Regions from separate parts of the Ovis aries genome. Here region 1 is linked to region 2. Evidence: chromatin contacts called from public Hi-C data. All regions are on one chromosome and are shown on one strand. The core of a region is the stretch at or near the end of the contact, and the rest is flanking DNA. Distances in the headings are between cores, read along the strand shown.

The links. Hi-C and Micro-C count contacts between places; a contact is called where the count stands out from the background.
Region 1: a contact with region 2 is called in a Hi-C map of tail adipose tissue, with 6 times the contacts expected there. The contact joins the enhancer-like site here to the promoter of DCN in region 2. A contact is called at or near these places in 5 of 16 Hi-C or Micro-C datasets (omental adipose tissue, retroperitoneal adipose tissue, skin fibroblasts and 1 more).

The regions. Positions count from the first base shown.
Region 1 is chr3:127,704,311-127,711,414 of ARS-UI_Ramb_v3.0, reverse strand. No RefSeq gene overlaps it. Among named protein-coding and RNA genes, the nearest start is that of TRNAW-CCA, 68 kb to the left of the region's middle. Within about 2 kb of position 1,279, at least 6 of the 54 cell types and tissues checked have an H3K27ac peak or open chromatin away from gene starts, as enhancers often do. A contact at or near this core is called in tail adipose tissue, where this site is marked.
Region 2 is chr3:127,584,164-127,591,765 of ARS-UI_Ramb_v3.0, reverse strand. It overlaps DCN (decorin), which reads left to right and starts at 5,231. Exons shown (of 8, transcript NM_001009218.1): 1 at 5,231-5,316.

The sequences.
Region 1 (7,104 bases), core at 30-2,529, 120 kb before region 2:
ACAATATTATGGCTGTTTAGAAGGGCAATTTTTATTTCTTACCTTAAATTCACAGCAGCTTTTGTGATACTTGATTTAGGGAATAACATTGAATCTGATTTGGAGTATGGCTTAAGGTAAACATTAAAAATTTGTATGCATATTAAACTTGTGTGAGTAGGTGGTTACACCAAGCAAATAGTTTGGGAGAATAAACTCAGAAACATGGAAGCCATCGGCCACGTATCAGATTTACCTGTATGCCTTTAATAGCTTATGTCTGAAAGGTGCTTCTTTGACCCCGTGTCTCTTACATCTCCTGCATTGGCATGTGGGTTCTTTACCACTGGTGCCTCCTGGGAAGCCCTCAGAGAAGAAGACATAGAAGGAGGGGTGCTTTATATTGAAGATTTCAATACATCAGTAAAATGAGAATTATTGCTAAGTCAAATTTTTTGATATCTCAGCATTGCTTAAAGCAAAATTCAGATATCCCTTTATCTCTGTCTTTGAGTATTTTAAAGGTCAGCCTCATCTGTTTAGCTGCAGAATCTTGTGCTAGACAGTCATTGTACCAATGGAGAGCACACCCAGATTGCTCAGGCCGTGTGAAAGCTGTTTGCACATATTAAACAATAAGTATGCTTACATCCTCTACAAGCTTTGTAGGATTTCAAAAGCTTTCACTGTCCAAGCCCAAGAAACTTAGCAGATTCCTGGCACCAGTTTTTTCTTTTTTTGGATAAAATAAATAAGAATTTTCTGCTTCTCTAGTTTTCTATTCTAAACACTAAAAGCAAGGCACTATGTGAATAACGTTAAGGATTACCTAGCCTAGGGCAGAGCCACTGGGTGCAAACAATGAATATTCCCAGTAGATCTCTGTCCATGATCAAGCCTAAAAAAAAAAATAACATCAGGATTTGGGTTAGCATTTTATTCTTTTGTGGTTATCTCAAACATTGTTTTGAAATAGAATCTGATATACCTCATTACTATAATTCAAAGATGAAGAAAACCAAAGCCCAAGTTTAACCTAGCTTTTACTTTTATTTTTGAATCAGATGATTTATAAACTCTTAGATAAAACATTATTATAAGATTAAAATGATCTTTACAACTTCATTTTTCCCTTTGAGAGTTAAATAGAATTAATGTTTTAAAATCTGGCATCTGCTGCTATTGCTGTTTTCTCCAAAAGATGGCACTTGTGTAATCTTTTTCTTTCTCAGGGTGCAGAGAACCAGGGGAGCCAGAGGGACCGGAGTGAATTTTCAGAATTGTTTTTCTTTAACAAATTCCAAATAGCCACGTCAGAAACCTGGGTTTTTGCAACTGCAGCTACTCTGTGCTCTTAAAAACCCTTCAAATAAGAATGAGTCTGATTTTGAGAAAGAAAAACATGCTTCCCATCTTAGTTTGGTTTAAACTTTGGAATTTTTTATCCTAAGTTTGTTTTATAATGTTTTTCTTCTCTTCTGATCTTTGACTAAGTTTCTAATTCTTTTTTAAGATAACCTTGATCCATTTGAAGTTGTCCTTCTTAATTAGAATGCATAAGCAGCACATGAGTATGTCTGGATTCTATCTAAACAAGCCTTTCTGACAGCATAAATCCAGAAGGATAAATCATTCAGACAGGAGAAGTCTTTTGAACTGTGAACAGACAAGAAAGGGTGAGAGGCATAGAGGGAAAGGAAAACATATTGGAGAGGTTCTGATGATGAGACAGAAATTAACAAATGAAACTTAAACTAGCAGATTCTTTCCAACAATTCAAGCAAGTTTGCTCCCTATCCCTAAAGATGAAAAGAATTTTAAATATGATCTAATGAAGTCCAACCACCTCATTTTACAGATGAAGAAAATGAGTCCCAGAAAGCTAAAGAGTAAGTATTCAATGCAATAGAACTGAATTTTGTGTGTTCTTCTGGTGAAAGAATGCAATGACCTGTCAAAGAGATGCATTGTGTCACAAGCTGCAGAAAACAAAATCTCAGATAGTTTTGAAAATTGGAATCTGTTTAACCATGGTTCTTTTTTTTTTTTTTCAGGCACATATAATTTTGAGTCACTATGCTGTCTTAGAAGCCTTTTCCTTCTCCAAGAAGGAATCAGTTCAGTACATTCACTCAGTCGTGTCCGACTCTTTGCAACCCCATGAACTGCAGCATGCCAGGCCTCCTTGTCCATCACCAACTCCTGGAGTTCACCCAAACCCGTGTCCATCTAGTCGATGATGCCATCCAGCCATCTCATCCTCTGTTGTCCCCTTTTCCTCCTGCCCCCTATCTTTCCCATCATCAGGGTCCTTCCCAATGAGTCAGCTCTTCACATCAGGTGGCCAAAGTATTGGAGTTTCAGCTTCAACATCAGTCCTTCCAATGAACATCCAGGACTGATCTCCTTTAGGATGGACTGGTTGTATCTCCTTGCAGTCTAAGGGACTCCCAAGAGTCTTCTCCAACACCAAAAGCAGAGTTCAAAAGCATCAATTCTTTGGCACTCAGCCTTCTTTGTAGTCCAACTCTCACATCCATACATGACCACTGGAAAAACCATAGCCTTGACTAGATGGATCTTTGTTGGCAAAATAATATCTCTGCTTTTTAATATGGTATCTAGGTTGGTCATAACTTTCCTTCCAAGGAGTAAGAGTCTTTTAATTTCATGGCTGCTGTCACCATCTGCAGTGATTTTGGAGCCCAGAAAAATAAAGTCAGCCACTGTTTCCACTGTTTCCCCATCTATTTGCCATGAAGTGATGGGACTGGATGCCATGATCTTAGTTTTCTGAATGTTGAGCTTTAAGCCAACTTTTTCACTCTCCTCTTTCACTTTCATCAAGAGGCTCTTTAGTTCTTCTTCACTTTCTGCCATAAGGGTGGTATCATCTGCATATCTGAGGTTATGGATATTTCTCCTGGCAATCTTGATTCCAGCTTGTGCTTTCTCCAGCTCAGCATTTCTCACGATTTACTCTGCATATAAGTTAAATAAGCAGGGTGACAATATACAGCCTTGATGTACTCCTTTTCCTGTTTGGAACCGGTCTATTATTTCAAGAAGGAATATGATCATTCATTAACCATTTAACTTATTAGATCTGTCATGTCTAATACAGTAGCCACTAGCCACATGTGACTATTTAATTGAATTTTAAAATAATGAAAATCAAGTACAGTTTAAAACTTAGCTCCTCAGTTATACTAGCCACATTTCAAGTGTTCAACAGCTCCAAGTGGCAAGTGGCTACTAACAGGCAGGGTACACATAAAGTTTCATCCTTGCTGAAAGTTCTCTTGGACAATGCTTGTACAAATCATTAACTGTAGCACAGTTAATTAACTTGTAGCAAGTATGAAAAGAGTGCAACAGAAAGAAAGTCAGGTACACAGTATCATTGGGTAATCCAGTGTCAAAAGGCTAAAGTCATTTGTTACATGGGTTTATAAGCAGATTTATAACCAATTCTGGAAAACTAGCAGGTTTATGTATTTTTAGGTCTTCCATCCCCCCTTTTCAACTGTACTTTTGCCTTTACCAATATTCTTCACGTTAGTGTTCAAGAAAACTTTGTAAGTACTATATTCCCTTTTCTGTGCCTTATTCAATTACATTTCACAATGTTTATTGAGTACCTACTGTGTGACAAACTTTGCACTAGGTAACTAAAAAGGAAGACTTAGATGCTCTGTGATAATGAATCAGGCAGGAGGAAAATATATTTCCAGAACTGATTCAGGATATTGAATGTGCTATTCTAACTATCTGAATTAGCAAAAGCAAGTAATATTAGAGTAATTATGTGGATTAAGAGATGGAAGCTTGGACTTGTCTGGTGGTAGAGTGGATTGGAATCCCCCTGCCCGTGCAGGGGACATGGGTTCAATCCTTGATCTGAGGAGATTTCACACGCCTTGCAGCAACCAAGCCCTTGCTTCACAACTACTGAGCCCATGCTCTAGAGCCTGGGAGTCACAATTACTGAGCCTGCATGTTGGAGCTACTGAATCCCGTGCACCTAGAGCCTGTGCTTCTCCACAAGAGAAGCCACTGCGATGAGAAGCCTGTGCAGTGCAATAAAGAGTAACACCAGCTCACAGCAACAAAGACTCAACGCAACCAACAGTAGAGAAATAAATGATTTTAAAAAGAGAGATGGAAGCTCATTATGAAAAGTTTAGTGACGTGCCCAAAATAATACAGGTGGTAATAAAAGTTATCCTCATACTGAAATTCATATCTTTTTAAACCAAGTCTGTGCTTTTTCAAATCTATGACCAACTCAGAGATGGATTTATGCCAGTTCAGTTCAATTCAGTCGCTCAGTCATGTCCAACTCTTTGTGACCCCATGGACTGCAGCATGCCAGGCTTCCCTGTCCATCACCAACCCCCAAAGCCTACTTAAACTCATGTCCATCACATCGGTGATGTCATCCAACCATCTCATCCTGTCATCTCCTTCTCCTCCCACTTTCAGTCTTTCCCAGCACCAGGGTCTTTTCCAATGAGTCAGTTCTTCACATCAGGTGGCCAAAGTATTGGAGTTTCAGCTTCAGCATCAGTCCTTCCAATGAATATTCAGAACTGATTTCCTTTAGGATGTACTGGTTGGATCTCCTTTCAGTCCAAGGGACTCTCAAGAGTCTTCTCCAACATCACAGTTCAAAACGATCAATTCTTTTGTGCTCAGCCCTCTTTATAGCCCAACTCTCATGTCCATACATGGCTACTGGAAAAACCATGGTTTTGACTAGATGGACCTTTGTTGGTCAAGTAATGTCTCTGCTTTTTAATATGCTGTCTAGCTTTTCTTCCAAGGAACAAGTGTCTTTTGATTTCATGGCTGCAGTCACCATCTGCAGTGATTTGGAGCCCTCCCCCAAAAAAGTGTCTCACTGTTTCCATTATTTCCCCACCTATTTGCAACAAAGTGATGGGACCAGATGCCAACTTCCTAATTTTTTCTGACATCTGCCAATGAATTATCAACTAAGTTGTACATTCTATACATCAGTATTCTTTTAAGTCCAGTTTTTATAATTCCTTTGAATAAAGTCAGAATTATATTTGTGTTTTTATATAGGCTTCTTTTGGGAACTCTCAGCTAAGTGCTTGTAGCAGGTCCTTGTGTGGAACTGACCTGTGCTTGATGTTCTATTACCAATAATACTTAGAACTTGTAAGGGTTGAAAGAGCTTAAATATAGATTAAACAAATGTTCTTTCTTAAGGGAAAAACAAGTGTATGTAGTTCTTATTAATTGGCAGAGGAAGAAAAATCACACCATTTGCAGGCAATCAGGACAATATCAGTAATATGCAACATTTGAGTTTGGCACTTCCCGTGCCTTTCTGCATAAATGAATGATTCAACCTAACTCCAGATGTTATCCAAAATCTAGGTCTTACATAGACTTTGTCTTTCCAGTAGTCTTTGCTTGGAATGTGATACCACTATCCCATCATTGTAGTGGCTTGGTAGTGGGCTGTAACAGCCCATTACTAACCATCTCCACACCACAGTATTTGCAAGGTTTTACCTACACGTCATGTCACTCTGTATGAACACTAGTATAATAAGACTTTCCCTCATCCATTCAAGTTATCAGCTAAATCTTACTTTTTATGTTTCGATGGATCTCGTGGTACCTTGTGTTACTTGCAATTATTTTAATCACAAATTGTTTGACAGTGAGATAGTACTGCATTTATTTATAAAAGAAACCTGGCTAGAGATTGTCCTTATCTTCATCAAATAGAAACTTTCAATAAATCTGCCATGTTTTCTTATCCTAGTCATCCAGTTTTCTATACAGAATTTAATTGACTGACACTTTTTCTCAGTCCTTCATAGAGTCCTTCCCTCCTTTCATCATCTTTTTCACTTTGTCATACTCTTCTACCAAAAACAAGGCAAACAAAACAAACAACCCAGCAAAAATCATCTTTAGAATGAATTTTCTACATTTCAGCGTGTCATACTCTTTTCTTCCCAACCCAACTGATAGAATCTTGCTTTTCTTGTCTACAATTCATTTATTTCTCTCTTTCAGTACTGTCCTCTAGCATCTTAGAATTTAAAAGCTTGCATAACCAACAATATTATTCATGCATTTTCAATACACTCTCCTTGCATAAGAAAAGTGTATTCATGTATCAACTAATATATATGCTGCCCCATGTAATGAAGCACCATAACATTTTCAGAGCAAATACTCCCTACCTATGTGGCTTTGGGAAAATGAATTTATTATTTTGGACTATAATGTCCTCATGTAAAAAAAATTAATTGGAAAAAACATAATAAAAAGAAATTTTCATTTCTTATATTCTATATTTCTGTTTAATTTTAAGAGAGTCTAAAAAAAAAAGTAGCTAGTCAATCTTTTTCCTATAGACTGTTTGATAGTATAAGTCAAAAAATTTTCTAAAATGTATTATCACTAAAGAAAATAATTTTGGAAAACAAAAGCATTTGGTCAAAGATAAAATTTGTTATTTTCTTGAGGCCTTTTATGACTCTCTGCTAGAAAACTCAGAGAAGGCAATGGCACCCCATTCGAGGACTCTTGCCTGGGAAATCCCATGGACGGAGGAGCCTGGTAGGCTGTAGTCCATGGGGTTGGGACCTGACTGAGCGACTTCACTTTCACTTTTCACTTTCATACATTGGAGAAGGAAATGGCAACCCACTCCAGTGTTCTTGCTTGGAGAATCCCAGGGACATGGGAGCCTGGTGGGCTGCCATCTATGGGGTCGCACAGACGATATGACTGACACGACTTAGCATCATCAGCAGCAGCTAGAAAACTAGAGGTGGGCATTTTGCAAAATAAATATGCTCTGATACTAGCTACAAAAAATAGGGGATAATCCATATATGTTTAGCTGAAGAGTGAATTTGTACCATTAAAATATATTCCAATTTATATTACACAGCATTAGGAAATGCTGAAAAAATATCCTTTAATAATCCACACCCAGAAATTGGATTCATACTTAAAATGGCATTGATGCCTGTCCAGCTGGAATCATTTGATTTATTCTGTGGTTGGGAATCTCTCCATCAGCTATGAGCATGGAGCTGACTATCTCCCAGTCAAGCCTCCAATACGTGT
Region 2 (7,602 bases), core at 3,982-6,481:
GTGACTGAACTGAACTGAACTGATATATAGGTATATATAACATAATATAGTGTATACCCTACCTCCTTACTGCAGTGAAAGTCCTCTGAGGTCATGCCTTTCACTTTTTATTTTCTGTTTATTAATATCCTCTACAGGTCTTAGGATCAACATTTTCTCCTACAGCTGTTCCTCAGTCAATATTTGCTGATTCATTGATTATTTAGTAGGTTACTAAATATTCAGATATTTAATATGTTGGCTTGGCGTCCCAGTACAACTCATTGATCAATACTATGAAAAAAATAATAAATCTCTTGACTGCAATTGATGAAAGAGATGCTCCTGAACATTCAGGCATCAGAAAATAAAGCAACTGAATGCTTCCTTGTCATGAAAGAGAGGCACGTACCTCCATAGCTTTATTTTAATTCATCTCTTGCCCAGTCCTTGTCTCTATTGCCATTTTGCCTTCATTGTTCAGAGTAGAGATTCTTTACCTGGAATCTCTGGATCCTTATACAGTCCTACAAATGGATTTTGTCAAGTTTTGGAAGCTAGCAAAATCTCATGCATTCTAGGATAGAAGAAGAAAACTAGACAGTTTTTTTTACAAGTAGAGGTTTAAACCCAAGTTTATCTAGCTGAAAAGTCCCTGTTTTTCCGGCTATATCATTTATTATACCATATTGTTTATAGGCTTTCTTGAGTTGCTAGGCAGATAACATCTGTGGGCTAGGACAGGGATTCGATCCAATCACCAAACTGGTATGTCCAAGGAAAGGTTTGTAACAACCACGCCCCCAGGAGTGGCCACAGCAGAAACAATGATGAACACTCATATATTATTTGAGATATGTCAGATGCAGCTCTAAATGCTTGATGTATTAGTGTTTTTTTGTTGTTAAACTTCACAACAAACCTATAAGGTAGGTAGTAATAAAGTGAAGTGAAGTCGCTCAGTTGTATCCAACTCTTTGCGACCCCATGGACTATAGCCTATCAGGCTCCTCTGTCCAAGGGATTTTCCAGGTAAGAGTGCTGGAGTGGATTGCCATTTCCTTCTCCAGGGGATCTTCCCAAACCAGGAATCAAACCCGGGTCTCCTGCATTGCAGGCAGACGCTTTACCGTCTGAGCCACCAGGCAAGGAAGGAAGGAGGCCCTTAAGTAGTACTAAGGTTAGGTATATTTTATAGACTAAAACTCTAAAACACAGAGAGGTAAAGTTACTCATATGCACAGCCCAGGGACACTAAACACAGTGTTGATAGGGTGGGGGAGTGGAGTAATATGGGGAAGAAAGAAGAAATGTTCCAGTCCATCCTCCACGCTAGGCTAGCCTGAATTCCACCTTAGCTTTCTTTCTTGGCTAAAGAAGAAAAACTGTCTAGGGTAGCTAATAAAGAGCCAGACACCCATTCCAGCTGCTGACCTTACTTTGAAGAGTCAGTCTGAGAATAAACCAGTCACAGTTTTGTGAAGATAATCACTTGCTTCCAGACCTCTTCGAAAATAAAGGGTGTCAGAAGAAGACCTTTCGAAGCTCTGGCATTCTTCACATCTTAGTATGCAGGTACAGTTTAGACCAATTGTGTTTGATGTTGGTGGGAAAGAGTGACTAGCTTGAAATGAACATTGACAACATGCAGAATATAGTTACCCAGTTAACTAGTGAGTTGTCAGTAGAAATCACTGTTTAAGTGGTTTTTACAGCAGATGTGGTATCTGCTCTGAATCTGAATATTTCAAATATCTATAACAGTAGCCAAGGTTTCAGTGAACCCTACCCCCAAACATTCCAAGCCAGGATAAGTTTCAGCCTTTTCCACTCATGCATGGCTTCTTGCCTCAAAATTGTTTCATTTCCCATTTGATTGCAAGAGACCTAGATTTTGACAGTGGTCCCTATGGCATCTTTATGACTTGCTATGTGTGACTTTTTGTAACTTCATTTCTTCTATCTAAAAATAGGTATGACAATAGATGCAATTTAACATCTGATTAAAGGCACATATTTGAAATAAACTAACATTCAGTAAAGTCCCTAGGATTTTGGAGGTGAGGTTCTTACTAAAACTTAAAAGATAGAAATATTTGTTCCTCCACAAAGATAAAGTTTCAAAAAAATTGTAAAACTGGTCACAGTTTTTAAACAAGTCTACAAAGACATGTTATTCAAAATTTTTTATTATTAATTTTCTATACCTTAAGAGTTTGAGCTTTCTTAAAATGAAGGATTAGTTAACAGTAAAGCAGATTAGGTACTAGAATACTTGGATATTCACTCCTGTTGTGCTTCTTACTGGCTCTGTGAGCTTGGGCAGGTCATTGGACTTCAGTAAAATGATTTCCCTTGCCCAACTTAAACGATTGCTATGATATATATCAGAAAACAATAAAAGCTAACATTTACAGGAAGCTTAATTTCCTGGGATAACAGCCATGCTCTGAATTACATGCCCTAAACCTTTACCTCATTCCATCTTTATTTCAACATTATGAATTAGGTAATACTTTTAACCTGTTTTACAGATATGGGAACTCAGAGAGGTTGAGTGTGCTGAGTTCATATAGCTTACTATAAGAGGGAAGAAACTGGATGTGAAACTTAGCTAACAGAGTTCTGCTTTATAAAATTAAGATGGTCCGCATATCAAGATAACGTGTTTTCTCCTCCTGTTCTAATTGTTCTTCTTTTTCTTTAATACCCTGTTCCCCTTCTCTTTCTCCTTTCACCTCTCTCTCTGGTAACAATTGCTGCTGTTATTCATCATCTACCAGGTAGTACTATAGTAGATTGTTTTTTTCTTCTTTGCTTTAATTTTCATTTATTTATTTATTTGGGGGCTGTGCTGGGTCTTCCTTGCTGTGCATGGGCATTCTCCAGTTGTGGCGAGTGGCCGGGGGCTACTCTTTGTCCTGGTGTGTGGGCTTCTCACTGTGATAGCTTCTCTTGTTGCCCAGAACAGGCTCCAGGGTACACAGGCTTCAGCAGTTACCACGCAGGGGCTCAGAAGTTAAGGTTCAGGGATCCAGAGCACAGGCTCAGCAGTTTTAACGTGGACTTAGATGCTTCCGAGCATGTGGGATCATGCAATCCGTGTCTTCTACAGCGGCAAGAGGATTCTTTACCACTGAGCCACCAGGGAAGCCCAGATTGGGTTTTGATAAAGAGTGAACCAGACCTGGGCAAAACAATAATCATCCTCAGTCAATGATCTATCTTCATGTTATAGTCATTCATGAAGTGTTTCTTGAGAATTTACTTTGTGCTGGTAGTGGGGACACAAGTATGAAGAGGATGTGCTTTATTCCTTGAGATGAAAGATGTACATAAATAACTCTACTATGAACAAATGATTGCATGTTATAAGAATGAGATAAATGTAAGAGAAGGTCAAGAGGAAAAAATTAATTGATTCCAGACTTCCCTCGTGGCTCAGATGGTTGAGCGTCTGTCTACAATGTGGGAGACCCAGGTTCGATCCCTGGATAGGGAAGATCCCCTGGAGAAGGAAATGGCAATCCACTCCAGAACTCTTGCCTGGAAAATCCCATGGGCAGAGGAGCCTGGTAGGCTACAGTCCATGGGGTCGCAAAGGGTCAGACATGACTGAGTGACTTCACTTTCAAGACGATCATAGGGCTTCCCTTGACATTAGGTTGGTAAAGAATCTGCCTGCAATGCAGCAGACCTGGGTTCGATTCCTGGGTCAGGAAGATCCCTTGGAGAAGAAAATGGCAACCCACTCCAGTCTTCTTGCCTGGAGAATCCCATGGACAGAGGAGCCTGGTGGGCTATAGTCTATGGGGTTGCAAGAGTCGGATACCACTTTAGTGACTAAACCACCACCAAGGGGATCAGGGATTTTGCACCAACGTCCAGGGAAAATAATTGCTTTCTTTTAAATCATCAGACTAACCAGGCATGGGGTTATTAAATGCCAAGGAGAAGAGTGGGGTAAGGTGTTAACATTATGGAGACTGGGCTTGGAAAATAAGGCAAAATATCATGTGATAACAGCCTTACCCCCTCTTCTTTAGGTAACACACATAAAAATTTAATCCCTTCAAGTTTCATCAAGGCAAAGTATATTTACTGTAGAATTGTGTACTTAGATGGCTAGAGAAGGGAAGAAGGGAGGGTGGAGAAAGGAAGGGTTATCCTCTCATGTTTCACAGATGTTGATTTCAAGTTTCCACCTGGTTAACAGCCTACGGGCCAGGGCATAAAGATACAAGTCAAAACATAGAGACACACAGAGAACTGACAGCATCCAGCAAGGGAATTACAAAAGCTCAAAAAAAGCTTTCACTGGCTGAATAAATATCTTTCCTTGTATTTGCACTTTCTTTTTTCTATTTTTCTTTTTTCTATTTACTGAATTTGGAAAGAGCCATAGACTTTATTGCCTTTTCAGAGTTCTGGATTACATAAAAATATAGCCTACGAAAATAACATTTTTCATATACAGGCTAAATTAAATTGTGATCATCTTTTAGTATCTATGTGCTTTATTTTAAAAAACACACATAACTGGTAGACAACAAGGAAGGTTTTAAACTATAAGTAAGGGAAGTAATAAATGGTGTGCTTTTCATATAAAATCATGGCTTTCCTCCAGGGAACTTTAGAAATATGTTCAAGATATATAGAAAACCTCCATATCATAGTACTTGAATTTTTGAATTTGCACAAATAGCCCAAGGCAAGTAAGAATCCGAATGAGTACTCATTTATTTTCATAGCCCACACTTAAAATAATTTCATTCCATTTGCCAGACTTACACATCCTGAAAGCAAAAAAAAAAAAAAACAAAAACAAACAAACTGTCATTTTCAGAAGTATGATAAATGTGACTCATAAAGAAGACTAGAAAGAGTGGATAAAGGAGTAGGATTGGGGGTGGGGAAATAAACCCTTTAGTTACAATTTCAGGGAAATGAGTCGACACAATGAAACAAATTCCAAGTCAAGTTGCTCCACTACTATATTACAGAAGCAGTTTAGAATTTTAAGCAGATGCAAAAGGAATAAAGTATTTAAATAGGGAGAAAAAAAGGCCGATAAAGTTTCTGGCTACAATACGAGAGACATATCATTACCATATGATCTAATGTGGGTGTCAGCCGGATTGTGTTCATTGAGGGAAACCTTATTTTTTAACTGTGCTATGGAGTAGAAGCAGGAGGTTTTCAACCTAGTGACAGTCACAGAGCAGCACCTTCCCCCTCCTCCTTTCCACACCTGCAAACTCTTTTGCTTGGGCTGAATATTTAGTGTAATTACATCTCAGCTTTGAGGGCTCCTGTGGCAAATCCCCGGATTAAAAGGTATGGTTTTCAATAATTGTCCTGAACTCTGCTACAGACTAATAAAACTTTGATCAAGTTAAGAAAAAAGGAATTATTTGGTAAGAGAAAACGAGAAAAAAAAATGTGTACTGAACTTTTAGTAATGTTTCTGCAGTGTTTTAAACAAATATTGCTTGAAAACAGAAACGAAGTATTTGGTAAAATGGTTGTGATGCATTGTTTTAGTTCTTTCTCTCTGTTTTTACAAAGATGTTTCTTAGAGAAACTATAATCTAACACGGTGACTCTCTTTATTGATGTATTTTGTGTTTTTACTAATTAAATGTTTAGGAAATGTTTATAGAAAAGTATTCTAGACTGGCATGCTATTCATAGTTGGATTGTATATTTAAGAATTTATTCTCCTCCTGAATTCTTGTACATTTTAAGAACTTTTAAACTTCAGAGACGTGAACTTTGGTGATTAGTTATAGAAGTCTAGTGTATATTTCTACAACTTAGAAAATAATAGAAACTGTCACCAGAGAGGTGAAAACAAACACTGGCTCTATTTATGCTGATTATTAAGGACCTAACTAAGATGATCTCACAGTTAGCTACATATTTACTAAAATGTAAAGAAGAGACTGCAGAATTTTTGCTGCCAATGAAATTTTATCACAAGATACATTCACTATAGAATGAAAGTGTGGGTTATTTTTCTTTCTAATTTCAAAACAGGGTAATATGATGACCACTGATTAAGTGGGCTCCCAGTGATATAAATACCTGCGGCTTTTTCTTCAAATTGCTATTTTGACCAGAGAAAGAATCAGATGCCCCCTATAGTACCCCTTATTGATAGATGGATACTGTTTTATGGTTTACTTTTAACTTATTTCTATTATTATTGAGGTTTTTAATTCACCCAGTGCTGGGGGGTTTAATTTGCTCTGCATTTATAGCTTCACTTATCTCCTGAGGTTTAAATTTTGACTTTGAAATTCACACCAAAGGCATAAGTGACATCATGCAAATGTTGATCTGAATGGTATAATTTAATGGGATGTCGTTTAAGAAACCTAAAATTATTATTTTTGATAGAACACATTAAATTATGGCAATGAACTTTACTAAAGTAGTGGCATTCTTAGCAATTAGTATTTAGGAAATAGGCATACATTTTGAGAATACTTAAAATGGTTGAAATGAAATTTTAACAGTATATCATCTCAATAACAGTCTCCTTGATGTCCACATGGGCTACTGCTATAGGTTTGTTTGTTTTCCTGATTTATTGAGAGGAAGGAAATGATAAAGAGACTATCACTGTCAGTAGCCTAGATTAATTAAGATGCTGTGTTTTAAGTATTATGATACTAATCTAGAAGAAGTTATTTCATTGAGGAATTTGTGCAAAATACCTGGCCATATTATTTTTACCCAGGACATTCAGGGTTAAAATGGACACCCACCGCCCCGCCCCCCCCCACAAGAAAATTATAAGTAACGGAAGCTAAAAACTGTCTGTCTGAGTTCAGATTCAACCAAAAAGAATATTGTGTAGAGAATTTGTACAATTTTAACAAGAGTAAACAAATGTAAATGATAATATTCCCCTGAGCAAATGTTTAATATTCTTTTTTTTTGGATTAGTGAACCAGGCCTTTTTTTTTTTCTGGAGAAAAGATCAGAAACAGACATCTGCATTAATTTCTCATTGCTCTTTATTAAATCTGCAATTAGTTTGCTTCATTTTTTCTCAAAAATTGCAAGACATGAAATATGCAAGGCTAGCAAACTTGTGGTAAACCGTAAACATTGCATTTTAATGTGAAACAGACAGAAAACCACTCCCTGAGATCCAGTCCAAGGGAACCCTGCCAAAACAATAGGGTCTCCTTTAAAAGGCAATGCAGTAACTGAGTGGGAATGGGTTTCCAGAGACAATCTGATACTGAATTTAAAGGGGCAGTGTGAATAATAATCTTCGTGGTATTGTTTTAAAGTCACTAGCCTGTATTGCGTATGTGCTGCCTTTGATGTGCTTCAGTAATAAATATAAACTAAGAATAAAAGTGTAAGAAATTTTAAAACATTTGTTTCCCCTTTAGTGGATCTAGGCAAACATTTCCAGAATATATATTAAAATTGGCACATATGAAGACTTTATCTTTTCTGTATTGCTATCATTTGGATAGTGACTGGAAGTAACATAATTAAAGATGATGAGACTAAAGATAATATCTACAATGTGTTTAGGGAATATTTTGAGCAGTTTTAATGGAGTTTGAAAATATAACAACTCAAAATAGACTGTTCTCT